Linked DNA regions of Oryctolagus cuniculus: region 1 is linked to region 2. The links are chromatin contacts, called in public Hi-C maps. All regions are on one chromosome and are shown on one strand. Each heading gives the region's core, a stretch centred on a gene start, on an enhancer-like site or on the middle of the called end of the contact. The rest is flanking DNA. Distances are from core to core; before and after follow the strand shown. Region 1 has its middle 73 kb from the start of DMRT1. Region 2 overlaps DOCK8 (dedicator of cytokinesis 8).

Region 1 (3,197 bases), core at 431-2,930, 360 kb before region 2:
CTCTCCAGATGGCTGTAATGGCTAAGGCTGGACCATCCAAAGCCAGGAGCTTCTTCCAGATCTCCCACGAGGGTACCGTTAATAAGGAGCTGGCTGAGCAGTGGAGCAGCTGGGACATGAACTGGTATCCATATAGGACGCCAGCATGCAGGCAGCCTTCAACCTGCCATGCCAAAATGCCATCTCCCCCCTGCTTTTTTTTTTTAAATAAAAGGATTTATTTATTTATTTGAAATGCATAGTAACAGAGAGAGAGAGAGAGAGATCCTGTCTGCCAATTCACTCTCCAAATGGCCTCATAGCCAGGTCTGAAGCCGGGAACCCAGAACTCTATTGTGGTTTCCCATGTGGGTGGCAGGGGCCCAGCTACTGGGACCATCTCCTGCTGCTCTCCTATGCACATCAGTGGGGAGATAGATTGGAAGGGGAGCAGCTGGGAACTGAACTAGTGCTCAGATAATGATGCCAGCATCATCACAAGTGGTGGCTTAATCTGCTACATCAAAACGGAAGTCCCCAACTTTATTTATTTGTTTTTTTTTTTAAAGATTTATTTTATAAATATTAAGAGAGGTCTTCCATCCGCTGGTTCACTCCCCAAATGACTGCAATGGCCAGAGCTGAGTCGATCCGAAGCCAGGAGTCAGGAGCTTCTTCTGAGGCTCCCACATAGGGGCCCAAGCACTTTGGCCATCTTCTGCTTTCCCAGGACATAGCAGGGAGCTCAATCAGAAGTGGAGCAGCCAGGGCTTGAACTGGTGCCTGGATGGGATGCCAGCACTGCAGGCCAGGGCTTTAACCTACTGTGCCAAGCACTGACCCCACAACTTTCTTTTACTTAAAATGGGAATAAAAAATGGTGCTTGCGTGAGTTGACTTTGTGGAGGCAAACTGATGAGACCATTCAGCCCACACACAGTCTAAAGATCTGGGTGTTCTGACCCCTCGCAGCATTCAACTTTCAAGGCCTCCTTCTCCATCTGCCACCCCTGCTGCTGGGTCCCTGTGCTCGTGTGCACACCCAGCCCTCTGTGGTCGCACTCCCTCACAGAGCTGGCCTCTGGTCAGGCCTCTCAGCCTCTTGGCTTCCTGTGCTTGGGCCTGGACTGCAGGAGCAGCCCCATCAGTCACAGCCCCATCCTGCTTCTCGTCGCTCTGGGCTCCTCAGGATAAGGGACATGGCTGTCGGGAGGAAGTTGTGCTGATGAGCCAGGCCTCTTCCCAAGACTGTTCCATGATGCACTTGTTCTTTCATCCTGCTTGAAGCGTTCGTGTGTCTGTGATCTGCAGGCACTTTATCTGATGTTTCCGTCTTGGCAGCATGGCACCTATGTGACCTTCTGGAAGGTCGGTGGTCTCAAATGTTCTACCATTTACAAACTAAGGCTTGACAGATAAAGCCATTTGCCCCAAGTCGTGGCTGGGGGTTTGGAGCTGGAGTTCTGTCCCATTCCAGAGCCCCTGCACATTGCCCCTGAACCCCACAGCAGGTGGCGCTTCTTCTCCACTGCAGAGTGCTGAGGTCCCTTGTATGGTGTGGTGATGACTGGAGGGAGGGAGGACATCAATGCTCAGACCATGGGATTCTGAGGAGGGTGCAGTGTCCAGATGTGGACACCAGGTGGCAGAATGCCCCAGGGCAGGCACCTGCCCAGGCCTGGATCTGCCCTGCGTGCTTCTCTCCACTTGCTTCCTGCATTCTTTCAAGATGAAGTAAAGAACTGCACTGTGTAATCCAGCTCCTATATCCTCTGACATGAAGAAAATATTTGTGCGCCTATTAAATATCTGTGACTATTAAATATGTACCTTCACTTATAGAAGTGTTTGATACATTAAGACATAAAGGGGGCATTAAAGAATGAAAAACAAAACTGGAAAGCAGTGATGTGTCAACACTGTAAAAGATGGATTCCATTAAAATAGCTCTTCCTGAGAGATATTTTAATACGGTGTTAAAGAATTTTAGCAATAAATTATTGGATTATTTCATTTAAAATATTCATGGTATTTTTTTTTTAATTCCCACTTTGCTTTTCAGTTTTATTTATTTGAAAGGCAGAGAGAGGAAGAGACAGAGAGCTTTTCAATCCACTGGTGTATTCCACAGATGGCCACAACCTCCAGGGCTGGGCTAGGCTGAAGCCAAGAGCTTCATTTGGGTCTCCCCCTTGTTAGCCAAGGCCTAAGCACTTGGCCATCTTCCACTGCTTTTTCCCAGGACATACGCAGGGAGCTGGATTGGAAGTAGAGCAGCCAGGACACAAACGGAGCCCATGTGGGATGCAACCTGCAGCTTCACCTGCTACGCCTCCTGCCCCACCCCAACCTAGTTTTGTAATGAAGGTATTTTAAAATTCTCATTTGCTTCGATTTACTGGAGGAAAAATATCTCCTAATATGGAAAGGGAATGATTGTGACCTCATTTCTAAGACAGAAGCTCAATTTGGTGGTGCTTTATATTACTTCCTAGTGTTAGAACCAACACCCAAATCACCTTTCTGCACGAGCAGTGGGGTCATCTGAGGCTGCCCACAGAGGGACTCACACTAAGGCAAAAGCTAGGTTGGATTTGGCTGGTCCTGGAAGCCCACTTTAGCCTGCATGTTACTTTCAGATGAAGCAGGGGTGTCTGGGGGCCGTTGAGAACAGAGGATTTCGCCTTTTACAAAGCAGCCTGCAATATCATTCCCAAAACAAAGGAACTCTTCGTGCCAGAGCTTAGGTCACAGCTTGGGACAACCACATCCCATACCAGGCTGCTTTCTGGTCCCAGCTCCTCTGCTTCTGCTCCAGCTTCCTGGGAGACAGCAGATGAAACTCAAGTACCTGGCTCCCTGCCACCCATATGGGCGACTGGGAGGGGGTTCCTGCCTCCTGGCTTCAGCCTGGCTCAGCTCTGGCTGTTGTGGGCATTTGGGGAGTGAACCAGTAGATGGAAAATCGTCCTCTCTGTTTCTCTGTCTGGCTTTCAAATAAAATGAAAAAAAAAAAAAAAAGTAAATAAAATTAAAGACAAAAAAATGAACCCAGAAGAATCCCTCCCTGTAATAAGAGGCCTGAAGTGTTCTATTTTGCCTGACAGAATCAGTGATCGTGTAAGCCCCATTAGTGAGAAAGGACACAGAATAGTGAGAATTGGGCCCCACGGGGGAAGGTGGGTGCTATGCACTGACTTCCATTCCTGCCCTGTCAC
Region 2 (3,433 bases), core at 504-3,003:
TCCAGAGGCTGACTGCAGAAAGCTCATTCCCTCCTTGCCTGCTTCATAAACATCTCCCTGCAGGGTTAGCTGCTGCTTCCTGTGGGAATCTTTGCAATTAACATTCTAATCAGGGTCTCAAGACTACTATAAAGGAGAGAATCTTGGTGCCTAACAGAGGAGAAAACTTGGGACGGACAGCTTTTTCCCCCCATTCCTTAGATTACACCAGCTGTCACTCTGATTGGAGAATTTTGTTGTTAAGGATTTCTACAGCTTAAGTGAGTTTCCAAACTCACGGGGATACAGATTATGGAGAATGCAGAAAGCATTTTATACTAAATTATATAGTACTGAAATAAATGATGACTCATTATTGGCCTTTCACTTTTGTCAAAGGCATTGTCTACATTCACCTTCCACTAAAAATTAGGTTTATACAGTAGCTTCCAAAGTGTGGGCCCTGGGCCAGCGTCAGTTGGGAACTTGTCGGATATGCAATTTGTACTTCTTGGGCTCCAGTTCAGATCTACAAAGGTACTTCAGAAGTTCATGGAAAAATGGAATTAAAAGTTTATTTTGGTGAAAAAATTTTTGAAATCCATTCCTATTTTTTTCATGAAACACATTTTTCATGAATTTTTTGAAGACTTCACGTATGCATGGATTTCAAAGCTTTCGTACACCAAAATGAACTTATTTTTTAATTTCATTCTCCATGAATTTTAAGACCCTTATATTGAACAGAAATCTAGAGGTAGGATCCAGCAATAAGGTTTCACAAGCTTTCTGGCTAATTCCCATGCATGGAAAAGTTGGAGAATCATAGAGTTAGGCAGTTAGGTGATCCAAAAAAATGGGTGAAGGACAGGGCCATGAAACTGTGATGTGTGTGTGTGTGTGTGTGTGTGTGTGATGTCTGTGTAGTGTGTGATGTGTATTATGTGATATGTGTTTGTGTGAAATGTGATGTGCATATGTGTCATGTGCGGTGTATGTCATGTGTGATGTGTATGATGCATGTGTAGTGTGTGATGTGTGTGTGGTGTATGATGTGGTATGTGTGTGATGTATGTGTTTGTGTGATGTGTGTATGTGTCTGTGTGTGTGTGTGTGTGTGCTGGCAGGGCCTGAGAACACTTTGATGGTGTCTACTTTCAGTCAGAGCACTAGGGCACAAGTGGATCCTTTCCTATTCTGTGGTCATCTTTACCCTGCCCTCCGTGGTACCTTTTTGCTGGCAGGTCTTGGGGCTGCAGGAGAACTTGGAACATCATTATTGCCAGAGCAATAGTACGACATCCGGTTGCAGTTGCGGTCACCAATCTGAAACACAGACCATGACTCAGCAGTCAGCCGACAGTGGTACCCCAGTAGGATGAACCAATTGCCCTGAAATGTAACCTCGGAATTCATGTTTAGTCTATTGTTTCCCACCCCCTCAAGTAACAAAGGTAAAATAGTTGCTATACATAAATAGTAGGGTCTTCAAAAAATTTATGGAAAACTGCATGAATTTCAAAATTTTTGTCATCAAAATACAAGGAGCTTCAAAAAATTAATGTAAAATATTCATTGTCTTTGCATTCATTCCATTTTCCCACAAACATTTAAAAGTACCCTGTACAAAGCAAAGCAAGGTAAAGTTATGCCCAATTCCAAGGCTCCCAAGAATCAGGCAGTGCTGAAGTTCTTTCAATTTTCTAGTCTCTGGCTTTAGTGGGAGAACATAAAAACGGTGTGGGAACAGTGCCTCTCTGTGGTTCAGTGTGGAAAGTACTCAGTCTCCCCAACACTCATACAGTGTCAGAAACCATTTTTGAAAGGAAAGGCTAAACTTCATTCTTTTGATTGGGCAACATTTTCTCCCCTTGCCGTAGACTAATTAGGAAGTTGCTAACCAAGTCTACACAGAAATACTTTCACTGCACTCAAATGAAATCATCAAGACGCAGACTGTCAGCAGTCTCTGCGGGTCACTTCTCCCCTGGGCAATCAGCACATGATACCACAACGTGCTAGCAAGCCAGCTCTCCAGGGAGGGGACAATCTGTGGCAGCTACCAATTTTTGTGTTGTTCATATTTCCATGACGGGTGATTTGTATTTACACACATGATGTCATGGATGTACACAGTTTGGAAGAAACATGAAAGCTGATACACAGCATTGTGCAGACACAATAAACATAAAGAACTCAAGGATATGGCTGATAGCAAAAAGTCATAAAATAACAAGGAAGGTTACAAATTGCAAGAGTAGTACAGAGTGTTCTGTGTACTCTTTACCCCATCTCCATTAATTTTCATATCTCACAGAGTATGGTACATAAAACTAAGATATTCACATCTGTACATTCTGTAACTAAATCAGAGGCTCTTTGGTTATCACTTTTTTTTTAAGAATTATTTTATTTATTTGAAAGACAGAGTTACAGAGAGAGGCAGAGAGAGAGAGAGAGAGAGAGAGAGAGAGAGAGAGATCTTCCATTCCACTGGTTCAGTCTCCAAATGACCTCAATGACCAGAGCTGAGCTGATCCGAAGCCAGGAGCCAGGAGCCAAGAGTTTCTTCCGGGTCTCCCACATGGGTACAGGGGCACAAAAAGTTGGGCCATCTTATACTGCTTTCCCAGGCCATATCAGAGAGCTGGAACGGAAGTGGAGCAGCCAGGACTCAAACCAGCACCCATATGGGATGCCGGCACTGCAGGCAGTGGCTTTAACCTGCTGTGCCACAGTACCAGCCCCCTTACTGTTTTTACCACTAACATCCTACTTCTGTTGCAGGATACAGCCCAGGCTACCACATTACATTTAGATTTTATTTACTTTTTAATATCACTTATTTAACTGTGAGTTTATATAATTTACTTTTTAGTAGCATCTATTTCACAACTAACTCAGGCAATTCCTTCAAACTGAGCAGTCAGTTTTCAGGACCAGCTTCAGCCTGTCATTGGGTTGACATTTGTAGGTCAAGAAGGGTAGAACGTCTAGAGTTTCACACGGTTCAGCCTGCAGACAGACCGCAGAATCTCTGGAGGCAGACCCAATGCTTGCCAAAGATCCATGTGCGGTGGGCATTGGTGTATTATGAGGATGCCACTGATGACTGCATCCCGTTTCAGAGTGCCTGGGGTTGAGCCCCAGCTCTGTCCCCAGTTCCAGCGTCCTGCCCGTGCATGCCCTGGGTGTTAGCAGATGATGGCTTTGGAACTTGGGTCCCTGCCACCCATATGGGAGACCCAGATAGAGTTCTAGGCTCCTGGCTTTTACTTGGCCCAGCCCTGTGTGTTGCAGGCATCTGGGGACTGAAATCGTGTATGGAAAATCTTCACGTCAATCTGTCTCTGTCTCTCTGCCTTTTAAATAAAATAAAGAAATAAATTTAAAAACCCATAGGTGGTTCTTATGTTTAGCCAGAGGCCAGAAGCTCTGAGGAAATGAAGACGTG

Evidence for each region. Hi-C and Micro-C count contacts between places; a contact is called where the count stands out from the background.
Region 1: a Hi-C map of an unstated tissue shows a contact between it and region 2, with 7 times the contacts expected there. The contact joins two enhancer-like sites. A contact is called at or near these places in 2 of 6 Hi-C or Micro-C datasets (skin fibroblasts and an unstated tissue).

What each region holds. Positions count from the first base shown.
Region 1 is chr1:162,819,949-162,823,145 of mOryCun1.1, reverse strand. No RefSeq gene overlaps it. Among named protein-coding and RNA genes, the nearest start is that of DMRT1, 73 kb to the left of the region's middle. Within about 2 kb of position 1,680, at least 1 of the 8 cell types and tissues checked has an H3K27ac peak or open chromatin away from gene starts, as enhancers often do.
Region 2 is chr1:162,460,386-162,463,818 of mOryCun1.1, reverse strand. DOCK8 (dedicator of cytokinesis 8) reads right to left here. Exons shown (of 48, transcript XM_008256091.4): 23 at 1,210-1,305. Among named protein-coding and RNA genes, the nearest start is that of KANK1, 120 kb to the left of the region's middle. Within about 2 kb of position 1,753, at least 3 of the 8 cell types and tissues checked have an H3K27ac peak or open chromatin away from gene starts, as enhancers often do.